Linked DNA regions of Bicyclus anynana: region 1 is linked to region 2. The links are chromatin contacts, called in public Hi-C maps. All regions are on one chromosome and are shown on one strand. The core of a region is the stretch at or near the end of the contact, and the rest is flanking DNA. Distances in the headings are between cores, read along the strand shown. Region 1 has its middle 22 kb from the start of LOC112044105. Region 2 overlaps LOC112044082.

Evidence for each region. Hi-C and Micro-C count contacts between places; a contact is called where the count stands out from the background.
Region 1: a contact with region 2 is called in a Hi-C map of whole body, with 2.3 times the contacts expected there. The contact joins two enhancer-like sites. A contact is called at or near these places in 2 of 2 Hi-C or Micro-C datasets (whole body and whole larva).

Annotation. Positions count from the first base shown.
Region 1 is chr19:14,812,335-14,819,641 of ilBicAnyn1.1, reverse strand. No RefSeq gene overlaps it. Among protein-coding and RNA genes, the nearest start is that of LOC112044105, 22 kb to the right of the region's middle. Within about 2 kb of position 3,126, at least 4 of the 8 cell types and tissues checked have open chromatin away from gene starts, as enhancers often do.
Region 2 is chr19:14,719,147-14,726,001 of ilBicAnyn1.1, reverse strand. It overlaps LOC112044082, which reads left to right. Exons shown (of 5, transcript XM_052887236.1): 4 at 1,091-1,285; 5 at 2,032-5,219. The coding sequence ends at 4,698. It overlaps LOC112044102 (CDK5RAP1-like protein), which reads right to left. Exons shown (of 7, transcript XM_024079846.2): 5 at 6,545-6,701; 6 at 6,329-6,456; 7 at 5,305-5,864. The coding sequence ends at 5,466. Among protein-coding and RNA genes, the nearest start is that of LOC112044102, 6.7 kb to the right of the region's middle. Within about 2 kb of position 1,266, at least 7 of the 8 cell types and tissues checked have open chromatin away from gene starts, as enhancers often do.

The sequences.
Region 1 (7,307 bases), core at 1,877-4,376, 92 kb before region 2:
ATCTCTATAAGAATGGATGAAATTAGTGAAAGGATTAGACTATACGGAAATAAGAGGTAGAGCTTCAACTTCAGCTTTTTATTCTGGGGATTAGACAAAAATAAAAGTGACAAACGTGCCAAAAAACGCATTGACACTTGTGGCAGTATTGTCCGGTTTACTCATCAGTCCATCACAATTTTCCATCAAGCAAGATACTTATTCAATGATTTCTTACAACTTGGACCTATCAATAATAGCCCATTAGGTTCGTTCCAAAGATATTTGCCGATGGACACAGCGCGGGTGGAGGAGACGTAGGGGGGAAGCGGGGAGGGGGAGGGCGAGGAATGTGATTATTGTGTACCCCTTCCTTACCCGTCACTTGGCTACTTGTTGTTTTATTTATAAACTCCACTCTAATAGAGATATTGCAATGTGGAAGCTGTAATAGGCAGTGTCATGGAAAAATTACGTTCATGGTCGACCGTAAAGGACAAAATGTACGATTAATTTGTTTTTTCTTTACTAAAGATTGATGGATTGAGAAAATGGATGGCTAGATCTTGAATTAAACCATCGTTTATAACATCCATCACAAGGGATTTTTTAGGATCACGCATGACGACCGAAGAGGCCGCCAATAATATATACGTTTGCCTATTCACTCTTACAGTGAAATTCATAGATGTTCTAGGTGCACCCCCAGGGGATCATTTACCCGCTGAGTTTCAAATTCTCAGATAACTAGAGGTTCTATTTAATACTCAGCCGCTGAATCATTCCCTGGGGATGCCCCTATAACGTCTATGGCTATGAATTTCACTGTTAGTCTTGAAGATTCCCACATTGTACCAGGTATGGAATACAGCAGCTGGAAGGGCATTCCATATCTTCTCAGTGCAAAAAACAAAACATTTCGTACGCGCCCAAAGGGTCAACAAATCGACAGTGGGGTGCATAAGGTTGTCGATCAGGGTATGCACTAGTAATAAAATTAAGCAAACTGGAAAAATCTGTATTTTAATAGGCACTAAGAAGACAACTCTTAGGGTATGTAGTACTTTAATGCATGTATGAAGTGCACGCCACTGCTGTGCTGCCTTGCTGTCCTATGATAAAAGCTCTTATCATCGCTTTTCCGCACTTGGGTAAGGTGCTTAAAAGCTGTTCTGTTGCAGACATTATCAAGGTAAAGTGCCGTAAGTACCTACTATTCAGAAAGTAGCTACTAAAACCTAATGATATTACCCCCGTTACTGTATATCGCAGTGTCATGCTCGATGATACGACAGTGGAAACTGTCCCGCCGCTGGGAAAGGTATAATTACTTCACTTGTAACAGTTTTTCTCGAAACAAGTTCTTTATAGTCTTAGAGACGACTGTCGTAATGCATGGTTTTAAGTATCCATTGACATGTACATACATTAATTCTTTCAGCAACGATTTTTTTCTAAACTAGTGTTGGGTATAAAGAGGTACCTAATCGTAAAAAATGTTTTTTTGTTTCGATTTAACTCAAAAACTACTCGACCGATTTAAAAAATTCTTTAACATTAAGAAAACTTCATTTTCACCGAGTAACATAAAATCATAGGCCGTTAGTCGATTATACTTATACCAACTACCGCGTGACTTCTTCTGCTTTACAAGAGAAAGCTTTTTCTCTTTTTTCTTCTTCTTCTTTACAAGAGAAAAGTACATCTTTCATAGCTCAACAAAAACAAAAAACCAACGGACAATTTCTATGTTCCTTTCCACTTTCCATTTCCACTGCAAATTCAGACCTAAACACAAAATATACAACTTGGCGGCGTTCATACTTCCCCGATCGAACTGTGTCACAAAGCGTCCTATGTCTCTGGAAGCTCTTACACTATAATTAGCGAATACTTCGAACTGGTTTCCAGATCAGCAACGAGGCGTGGCTCACACACTGCACCGGTAACTGCATTAGACGGCACTTCTCATTGCATAATGATACTTTTTCAGGTAAATACAAATATGCCTAGAAAATCATTCTCCACATACACTTATGCTTGCCACTCACCATCCAATAAGCCTGTGTGCCTGCAGATCGCGACTAACACACGATCAGTTTTATCGAATGTCCTGCTTTTAGCGCTGCGGCACGTGGATTTATTGGATGGTATGACCTCTGCCTCCGATTCCGGAGGGTGTGGGTTCGAATCCGGTCCGGGGCCTCCAACTTTTCAGTTGTGTGTCAAAATCGTGAGGAAACCTGCATACCAGAGAATTTTCTTTATTCTCTGCGTGTGTGAAGTCTGCCAATCCGCATTGGGCCAGTGTGGTGGACTTAAGGAGACTTGAGCTCATCAGTGAGCCGAATATGGGTTGATAATGATGAAGTGGCTAGCATTATAAACGTCTTATTAATCCAGTAGGTAGTTAGTGTATGTCTTCGAATCACGAGGTCGTGGGTACGAAACCAGCGACAAGCTATTTTGTGCTTTTCCAAGAAGTTTTTAATGAAGATGGGAAGTTAGTTGTGTGCCCCTCATTCCCCACATGCCCCCTGTGCCTCGGATAGTTCGTTAATATAGACGTTAATGAAGAGTAGACATGACCCTTGAGTGGTGCGCTTAACCTCCATATCCTTTCTCATTTAGCCTGGCTCTGTAATAGGTTGTTCAAATAAGCTGATTATTTTGACGATGGTAATTTTCTTCGAACACATTACAAACAAATATCTGGTATTGGCCGTGGCTAGTTACCACGCGATGTAAAGTTCCGGTGGGTACCTACGATGCCGCGTAGGAACCTTCAGAGGTATTGGCAGAATACGTTTATAGGTCTTTCGCTAAAGTAAAACCGCTTCAAGTGATATGGCAGTTAAGGGCTAACTTGTCATAGAATTAAAAAACAGAATGACGTTTGCCTTAACGGCTTTCTAGTCGATTTTGCTGCCCAAACTAATTCTCTCAAGCCTCTTCCATTTAAGAAATCGGTTGGAAGCTTTCACGGACATGCTCTGATTAGATTGACTTCTAAGACAGATTTCTGACTTCAGAAAATCTCTCTAATCCTACAGTTTCAAGTTAATGAGACTTTAACTCCGTTACAGGGAACAGGATTGATGCGATCGCAATGTTTATTGCCGCATGCTCGAGTCGTCACCTCCATATTAGCGGCGCCTGACGCATCGTTACGTCGTTATTATTCCGTTAAGGCTCGACATTGGCAGCACTACCTATCTCTGGTATCGGCTAATTAATGAGAGAAAATTATTCGCACGAAAACTGTAGAGCGTGAGAAACGTACAATGTTGTTGAAGTCTAAACATTTGAGTATATTCGCAATACCGTAGAAAGTGGAAATCAGCATGTCCATAACCGCTACATAACATGGCAGTGATTTTTTGTTTTTTTCCTAGTCTAAAATGGTACAACGAAATCACGTTAATAACCTCAAATATCACGAAATCAAATTCGTGAACCTGATTGGTTGACAGCCTGATGATCGTAAATTGGTAGCGTTGGGAGGAGCTTTGAAAGATCCAGTCCCTTAACCCTCCAAGTATAAATCATGTCAGCACCCCAGTCCCTCTTTCACTACATTTTTCTCTCTTTGGTCAGGCCATCACAGCCTCTTGTCCATTTTCTCAACAAAAGTCACGCGGTCTACGCGCGGTTAGAAAGGGATCTAAATTTATTTTGTATTTATTTACTTTAAGAATTAGGCATATACATTCAAAGTCAAACAACCGAAGCACGGTCTTTGGTAACCGTTTCACTTTCCTTGAATACTCAACAAGGTCATCTGTAGAAGTCGGTTGAATCAAAACGTACCCACCGTTAACGACCGCCTGCGCCGTCGACCCTCCGCACGGCCCCCTAATGTCTACTTTGGGTACGGAATTTATGAGGTACGGTCTAAGTGATGGCGTATAACACGGATTGATAACGTACCCCACCTTTATTCCGCTGCACCTACGCATGATATAAACTGTAACTGATTCATGCTCGATATTGCTAACCAACCATTCTGATGGTGGTACCAATCGAGTAGGGGATTCAATGCTCTTTTCTTGTAACCTTCTGGATATGTATAAAGAAGGGAATCTGTTGTCTGGAAATGGAGCATGTTTAATCATCATCATATCTAATTTATACCTGTGATTGAAAATGGTTAACGCAAAGTTTACATATTGTTATCTTATTAACACGGCTTTTTTTCTGATTGAGTATTTCACTGGAGGGTTTCCTACGAGCGCACAAGCATTTCTTCCCCAGAGGCAGAAGAAGATAGAGCGAACGCTTTCAGAAAGCGTGTTTTGGCCTGAGTGAATCAGTCATGGCAGGAGCAGTCCGCAGCAGCGTCAAATATTTTTTATAGGCGATCACATCGCCTACAGTGTCAACGTACATTTACCTACAACTGTTATACTTACGTATTCAATGTGTGCTAATAAAGGTTAAAATAAATCCAAACTGTTTATACTGACAAGTCATGGGGTTTAATATGTGAATTAGCATTGGTACTCTTGATACCGGAAACTGGGGTACTTAGAGCTATTCAATGATATTTGAACATTCTTGGTTATTTTTTTTATTAGTTAATAAGTTACTAAAGAACATCAACAACAATAACCATAATAAGATAAAAAGAAAACCACAAAAGTGGAGAAACTCCCAAACAACGATGCCCTACGACTTAGCGTACTCAACAAGGCACGGGAGTGAAATACCACGGACTCTGAATATACTGAGAATTTCATGGAAGAGAGAAAAAGCTCAATATTTCATAGCACACAGTTAGTATTTTTCTCTATATTCATCATCACATCAAGGTTACATCATCTATTGGATTGTGAGCTGTCAGCCGTTGCATTCTGTAAAATTACAGCGATGTGACATCGCTCATTTCCAAGCAACTTCGTTGATAGTGGCATCAACGAAGATGCATAGTGATATAAAGTTTAAATTCTAATAAAATTGGATATAGGCGAATATTAAATTGCGAGTAAAAAACAGCGGAATCACACACCTGGAAAGCATTCTTTCAGTGAACGTTAGCCATAGACATCAAATACTTTTTGAAGTGGGTAAGTTCTAAGGCTTATCAACGCCAACATGCATCATGCACACTCTATGTTATCTCTGCTCGGCACGTTGCTCTCAATTCTGCTCTGATTGTTATCTATTGACGCTTTCTGTTTTACTATTTCTTAGTTTGTGCTCAATTGTCTTATAAAAGCTGAAAGCTTGTCAGCCTCAGTGGTGCGCACTTCATAGAATAGATGCATAAATTCACTGCATACCCTGAGCATTCAATACAAACCTGTAAGAAGAAATTTTACAAAATTTGTACTTATGGTGCCTACCTTATTTAAAAGCCTTGTGCACGTCACAGGTCAGCCCATGCTGTTACCATACATAAGTACTCTTTGCAACTATGGAATTAGTATCGTATTGGCTTTGGGAGGTACCTAACAGGTAACCAAAAGTTATCCACTATTTTATTACTCGTATGTCCACATCGAAAAAAATAAATCAGGTAGTAAATGCCTCAAAGCAATAATTTCCCCTAATTAATTTAATTCTTTGTGCAATAAAACATCAAAACAAATATTGAAAATCACACCTAATTGTACATATAAGGTTTAAGATCTTCAGACACCATTATAGTAGAAGAGAAACTCATCTATTGAGATAACATGACTTCTCATATAAGCCGAAGAACAATAAAGACAGAGGTCTGGCGATTACAGACCTTCATTCTATAAGACTTGAATAGTATTGAAATAACTGTTAAAGTAAATCTCAATGTCCGCATGCATCGTGCCCACTCTACATTATCTCTGCCGGGCGCTAGCGGCGCGTTGCTCTCAATTCTGCTGCGATGGTATCTATTGAAGGAGATTTCTGTATTACTATTTCTTAGATTGTGCTCAATGCATTGTACTTAAACTGCGTACAGAAATTTAATAGATAGCCGCGCAAATGACAGTTAAATTTTATTTAGGTTAGTATTTAAATTTAATATTGCAGTTGCTATAATTATTTTTTTAAAAGAATATTATAATTATTATTTTACAAGCGGACGCCCGCGACTTCGTCCGCGTGGAATTCAGTTTTTCACAAATCTCGCGGGAGCCATGGGTTTTTCCGAGATGAAAATTAGCCTATGTGTTAATTTAGAGTAAAATATATTTTCCAGCCAAATCGTATAGTCGCAGCACACAAACTTTCACCTTTATAATATTAGTGTGATTGCTTTGGACATGACTAATATTAGCATGGTTCAAAAGCCGATGGACGTTGGGGTCCCAAGATGCTGGAATGGCGACCCTACATCGGAAAATGAAGTGTAGATCGACCCAGTACTAGGTGGAACGACGATATCAAGTCTTTGTATACTCGCAACTCGGGATCGCGATGTTGATGATGATGATGATGAAGCAACAAGCCTATACCAGGAGCATTGTTTATTGTGTTGACCATAACACCCTTCTACTCAAGTTAAGCCACTATGGCATCAAAAGTGTTGCACTCGATCTCATTGCCTCTTATCTCAGTGATAGAACGCAGAAGGTATGCATAAATTATATAAAGTCGCACGGTTCCACTACCATAATGGGCGTCCCACAGGGTTCAATTCTGGGTCCTTTTCTATTTTTAGTGTACATAAACGATTTACCATACCATGTCAGCGGCATATGTGAGATTGTACTGTTTGCTGATGACACATCCTTAATTTTTAAGTCCGACAGAAATAAAGATAACTCTGACGACGTAAACCGTGCCATATCGCATGTGTCGCATTGGTTCACTGCAAATAATCTACTTTTGAATGCCAAGAAAACTAAATGTATTGAGTTTTCATTGCCAAATGTTAAAAAATTAGATAAGTCTATAATGATCGATGGTGAAACACTGGAAATGGAGAGTTCCACAGTTTTCCTGGGAGTGACCTTGGATTGTAAACTTCAGTGGGGTGCTCATATAGAAAAACTGTCTGGTAAACTTAGCTCAGCGGCATTTGCCGTGAGAAAAATAAGACAGTTTACTGATGTTGATACAGCTAGGCTTGTTTATTTTGCGTACTTTCACAGCGTAATGTCTTACGGTATTTTATTGTGGGGCAAGGCTGCCGATATACAATCTATATTTGTACTTCAAAAAAGAGCAATTCGAGCAATATATCAATTAAAATCACGCGAGTCTCTTCGTCAAAAGTTTAAAGAAATAGGTATACTAACAGTAGCCTGTCAATATATATATAACAGTATAGTATATGTAAGACAAAATATTAATTTGTACAAACGAAAAGGAGATCTAAACCCACGTCTTACTAGATACGGGCA
Region 2 (6,855 bases), core at 17-2,516:
ATTCCAACATTGCACTCCGGAGGTCCTCGTACTCGCCGCATTCCCACAGGACATGGTGGAGGTCTTCCTCCGCCAGCCCACACACACAGTCGCCAGTCTCGCTGAGGCACATGTCACGTAGGCGCTTCCGGAAGCAGCCGTGACCCGTCAGGACCTGCGAGGTCTCATAGTCCGGCGCGACCCAGGTCGCTCTGAGTCGGCCAGTGACGCAGTTCATTGCTTATAGAAGAATATGAAACCTTGTATGCCGCTTTATCTACGGTTAAAATAACTCTGCCATAATACTGCCATTTTGGATCTGCTATCCTACTACCTCTGATTCTTTACCCGTCTCTCAGATACCATTATGTTATTAATCTGATTAATTGTTCCTTATTCTCTCATATCCTGTTATTCCTATGGCTAAGGAAAACTCCAACATTGCATCTCGTACGTTCGATAACATAATAAGATGTGCCGTTGTTATAAAAATAAATTAAGTATCTTATCCAACTTTCATACTCATTATTGCTTCCGATTCCGGAGGGCGCAGGTTTGTATCCGGTCCAAAACATGCCACCTCCAACTTTTCAGTTGTGTGCATTTTAAGAAATTAAATATCACGTGTCTCAATCAGTGAAGGAAAACATTGTGACCTGCATAACAGAGATTTTTTAATTCCGTTTTTTACACCATTCAACTACATAGAAAGGTATTTTTACGGAGCTCTTTAACCGACGAACACGATTACAACTATTTAACATCGATACTATAGAGACAGTTTTTATAATCGCATTAGATCGTTGATCACATACTTTGACAGAAAAGTAACGTCAAGCGAGGCAGGTCCTATACAATAATTTGTCTGACACTAATTACGTCCAGATTAAGCAGTATAAATTGTTATACGTGTACCAACTACGAGTTGGTACACGTATAACAATTTGCAAGACATACGTCCTACAAGTGCAGCTTCGGGTCCATCAACTTGGCGTAAATGCAAGAATAAGCACGATGATACCTCGGAAGAGTTACAGAAAGCTCTAGAACCAAGGTATCTCTACGGCACTTCTGTTGACTTTTAATTAAGATTTGTATCGTTCGTTTGCAGCACGGCAACACGGCAGCGCACGAGGCGGCGTGGAAGGGCTACTCGCGCGCGGTGGCGACGCTGGCGCGCGTGTGCGACCTGCGCGTGCGCAACGCGGCCGGCTTCGTGCCGCTGCACCTCGCCACGCAGAACGGACACAACCAGTCCGCGCGCGAGATCCTGCTGGCGGGCGCGCCGCCCGACCTGCAGAACAACGTACGTGCCCACTACTGACTAGCGGATGCGCAGACAACCTTCACCCTTCGCGTCTAACCCTGGGAATGTGGGTTAACAGGGGTTGGCACTTTCTGTGGATCTCAACGCCGCCTGCAAATACAGAAGGTGCACTAGGACGGACCACTTAGGTCTGCGGCTTCGAGTTGGTGTGGTGTTCACCGCGTCGAGATCGAGCCTGTGTTAGTCGAGGCGATGAACGACAACGGCAGAGTGGTCAAGTCCGTGTGGTTCTTTGCCCACCGCATAGCGAGGTTAGCGGAGATTCCTGCGAGCGCCCGTCTGTTGTGTTCGCCACGCAGAACTAGAGTCTGGCACTTACGAAATGTGGAGATAACTGATACTTACTCGTATTAATAGAAGTTCCCGCGAATCCACTAGAACGAAGTTGGTAGTAGGTATGCCGTAACTCTGTATTTATAACCGGAAATGATGTTTTATCTCATATGAGTCGGGTTGTGACTATCTTTAGACAAAACTCCATTAGCTGATAATGAAGTATTAAAGACATCGTTAAATTTTATTGCGTCTATAAAACACATAATAATTATGAGCGTTTAAGGAGCGTAATCGATTACATTTGATCATCGATAAACATAGATCATGCACATTTATGGGGCGTAATATTGGTGATAAAAGTTGAAACCAATAAAGACTCCAGAAAGTGTATAAATCTATTTTTACTGTTCAATAAAATGTATACTGATAGTAAATATTGTGTGTTGCAGTATGGCGACACTTCGCTGCACACCGCGGCGCGCTACGGGCACGCGGGCGTCACTCGGATCCTCATCTCTGCGCAGTGCCGCGTCTCCGAGCAGAACAAAAACGGTGACACGGCGTTACACATAGCGGCCGCCATGGGCAGACGAAAACTGACCAGAATCCTCCTCGAAGCAGGCTGCGACAAGTCCCTCAAGAACCATCAAGGCGAAACTGCGCGAGACATCGCCACCAGAAAAGGCTTAGAAGAAATAATCAGCATCCTTAACACACCAGTCGCCAAACAATCCAAAAAGAAAGACAGGCACAGGGACAAAAGCAAAGAAAGAACTGTAGACGAACCTGATGACGCTAAGAAAAAAGATAAAAGCAAAGATAAAAAAAAGAAAAGTGTGCATTTCGAAACGCCACAACCTCAAGTGCAATGGTCGCCGTATGGATGTCACTATTACCCGGACCCCAAATATTTCCCCAAACCCAAGTTAAACTCGCTACCCACCGAACCATTAAAAAAAGGCGAACAATACTACTTGGACTTAGCAGGGAATATAAAGAAAGGTCCAATCGGAGCCGGATACACGTGTTATTGCGCGCCGTTCTTTAAACATATGGAAGAAAAGCTCAATGAAGACAAAAAAGACCTGAAACGTCATATCGATAAAGCTCATGAGAAATTAGATCAGAAAGTTACAGATTTAGAAATGAAAACTCAAGGTCAAATATCAGAATTAACGAGATTCGTTGCTGCCGAAAGAGCTCTGTGTAAGGAGAGGCATAAACATTTGGAGCAATGGTTGTCGCGGGGCATGATGTTCAGAGCGTCAGAAAGAGTGAAGAAACTAGACTTCAGTCCAAAAGGATCGCTAGATATACCGCCAATAAAAAGAACAAGAAGTCTCGAAATATTAGATGGTGGTAACGATGAATGGAACAATGTCAATAGAATTATTAAGAGTTTTAATGAAAACATGGCGCAGTGTGAAAATATAGCCAAAGATTTGGAATATAAAGCCACATCTAAAAGTACGGAGGAATTAGATAGTAAATCACCTCGAAGTCCAAGACGGAAGCAATTGCTTAAAAACTCGAGAAGCAGTGATCAGTTGGACGTCGGACCCAGTCGGTGTTCTAGATCTTCCCATTCCACGCCTCACACAAGTTGCAGTCAAGGTACTTCTCCGAATGTCACAGCAGAAATTCACGTTAGAGCTAATAAAGTCTCCGTATCACAATCCCCAGTATCTGACCTCCCGTATAACGAAAGACACTTATCGTCATGCAGAAACATGGCAGCCGTATCTTCAAGTAGCAGTCATCATCCATCAGATTTCATAGGTACCAACAACCCAGAGGAACACATAACAAATAGTCAAATAGACCAACAAAATGAAACTACGTGGAAAAGTCAAGTATTACAAAGAACAGCAGATGATATTCGAAAACGGGTGGCACTGGAAAAAGAAATGTCCGATGTTCTGGTAAGAAATACAAAATCACTGGACATTTCTCAGGATGGTTACATAAAATTTTCTAAACAACCTGACTACAGGGAAGACTGCAACAAAGAGAGGGAACCTCGTAGATCAGTTCAAGAATTGGTAGCTCAGGTGGAACATCAACAGAGACACATATCACCGGAAAGAAATCCGTTACCCAGAAAAGTAACAGAAAAGGAAGCAACTGTGCCAATTAAAACAAAACCTGTTATCTTAAAAATGCCACAACAGCCGTTAAGACCAGCACCAATATTGAAAGATAAACCACCAAAATCCAAACGTTTCAGTCTGCATAATTTAATACCATTCCCGACGAGAAAATCCTTTCACACTCCGCCCAAAGAAAATGGCAATAATTCAGAGAGTAGCGATGAAGACGACAATCCTATACGGAGTAGAAACCAACCTGGTCCGATGAGGAATACCAATCTGCTTCAAACTTTACCTCTCCCAAATTACGAGACCATGTCAATAAAGTCTCAGTCCCCAGCGCCCCAAGTACAAACTCATAACTACCCTCACGATTTAAGAATGATCCCAAAAGACGCTTACTTCCACGACATACCCAATAGACAAGTACCTCATCAGATGCCGTATATGCAGGAAAACGGTCTCCCATACCCTCAACATCCGTGCCAGAGTCAATTCGATTATAACGAACCTGGTTTACCTCAGGGGCAGGTCGAAGGCCGCAACAGAAACCCTATACACCATCATCAGACAGGGGTTTTTAGCGCTATGATGCAAGACCATATTATAAGAGAAATCGAACGAATACCACATTGCTACAGTGACCACTTAGATCAGAACACTGAAGTTGAAATAGCCAACCAAAACGATCACTTTCGCGGTGGTTACTACGATAACCGTCCACCAATGTACTCAGGATTCCGACCCAACCCAAACGCTGTGAGGAAACCAACACCAGATCACAGTTTGCTGCACAGTCGGCTCCAATCATTAGCTATTAACACACATTTGACGGAAACTCAAAGTCAAACCGACAGAGAATCTCATAATGATTCAGGTTACAGCACGAAGGTATATGGGAGTTCCCAAGGGCCGTCTCCGAGTCTATCTGGTCACGTAGATGATAATTTGTCAGGTCAAAGGGTTAATGTGATGCCTAATAATAAAGAAGCTGGCGGACAAGTAGGCGCATCGAGCTTAGTGTAGGAGTGCACGAAACAAAATAACACACACAACTTTATCTGTAAGACTTGAGAAGTGTCTTGGAATTTTACGAACAATCGGATTCGAGGTAAAGAATATCTTAACATAATGTTTGCCTTAAGAAATCTAAAAATAAATAATAGTTAGATGGTTTGAATAAACCTTGGCAATGCCTAACAAGTGCACTGAAAAAAGCACCCTAAATTATTTACAAATGTTTTAACTAAAAGTACAAATTTGATTTAGCAAATACCTAATCGATGCCATGTATCACAAATAATGTATAGAGTTAAATGTAATATAATTATAAAGCTAAGGACTGAACCATATAAAGAATTATTTTCGAAAAAATATAATATTTTTATATGAACAGTCCATATTTTTTGTATGTACCTACTTACTTATTTATGTATTATAACTCTAAGAATGTGTTTTGTAATATACTTATTACTTATATTTATTTCTAATACTTCATCTATGGTTTGTACTGATTTTAATAAATGCACTTGAAGTGTGAATTAAAATATATTGTTTTATTGAATATAGCCACAATATAACTTTTAATCTCTCTCGGTTTTCATTCAGTCTTTTAAAAATTAAAAAAATATGTTACATTTCCGATTTATTGTACTAATATATAACAAATATTTACATGATCATACATTAAAAACATTTTAATTCTGTATTTACAACTTACTATTCTACTTGTAGTTTGAAATATGTAACTTTATAACATTATTTATTAAAGGATTTGGGAATTTAACTTGATATTAAGCATTCTGTTCCCTTAACAAACCACGATCAGCCCATCCGTAATCCTTATAGAACTCCCCAATGCTGCTGTGGTACAACGCTACGCCGGTCAGAACAGAAGACTTGGCTGATAGGATCCTAACCCCGACATAATCCCCAGGCTTCACCCCCCTATTTCCCTCCCCGGAAGGTATTTCTACATCATCAAACACAACTTTTATATAGTGTTCATTTCTGCCCAAAATTTGCCCAGTTTTGGGCACAATTCCTTCAACAAGAACCAAGTGTACATTCCCTATTTCTGCCTCGTGCAGCCTTTGGCACTTCCTGCGATATATCTCGATCATTCGGGCGTGTCTTTCCTTCTTCACCTCGTCAGGTACGTCGTCTTTGTAACGGCGATAGGCGGTAGTTTTCTGAAAATGTTACAGCTTTTTTTAAAAAAAGCAGGAGATACTTTGATGTGGAATTTTCAAAATCTGATGTATGAATCAAAGTTTGTATTTTAAAACCGTTCATAATTCCAGTAGGGCTAAACAAAACTGGATGAAAATTAAGACACATTAGACAGCACACAGGTCACATTATCAAAAAATAAATCTATACATAATAACACGAAATGACTTTTCTCCGCTTATTTTGATGAAGACTTCGTAAATGGTCTGGAAATGAATCCAGCTAAATGCTAAAAGTTTAACGCACGGCACGATTATATGATTATTACCAATTACAAACGTCTCAATGACTGCACAGATTTAGATGAAATTTAACACAGGCTACTTTTTATCCCGTTATTGCAAAGCAAACCAGATCTAAACCGGTAAAAGTGGTATTCAACTAGTGGAAATCTATTATAGACAAGAGTAAGAGTTACACGTACCTCTCTCATGCTGTAAGGGAAGAGGAAGGCCACGTTGTAGTCCACGATGTCCATCAAAGTCATCGTCTCCTCAAACTCCTCGTCAGTTTCGCCGCAGAAGCCGCAGATCATGTCCGTGGATAGCCCCACTGTATGAACAAGATTAACAAACTCATACTCTCTTACTCTGTAAGCTAACAGGAAACAGTTGTGTCTCTGAGCTACCCCGGCCCCTACCTCCCGGTATGACGGCCCGCACGTGCGCGACGAGCCGCAGGTAGGCCTCCCGCGAGTAACCGCGGCGCATGCGCTCTAGCACCGAGCTGCTGCCGGCCTGGGCGGGCAGGTGCAGCATCTTGCAGATATTTGGTCTCTCCGATATCACTTGCAGCACCTGAAAACAATTGTTAATCACACATTTCGTCGCAAAAAGGCTTGCACTTGACTACAATCTTGCTTGATGGAAAGTAACGATGATTGATGAGATCTAATATGAGAAGCACTTGACTAGAATATATGCAAAGTTGGCAGTAATAACCAGAAGAGCA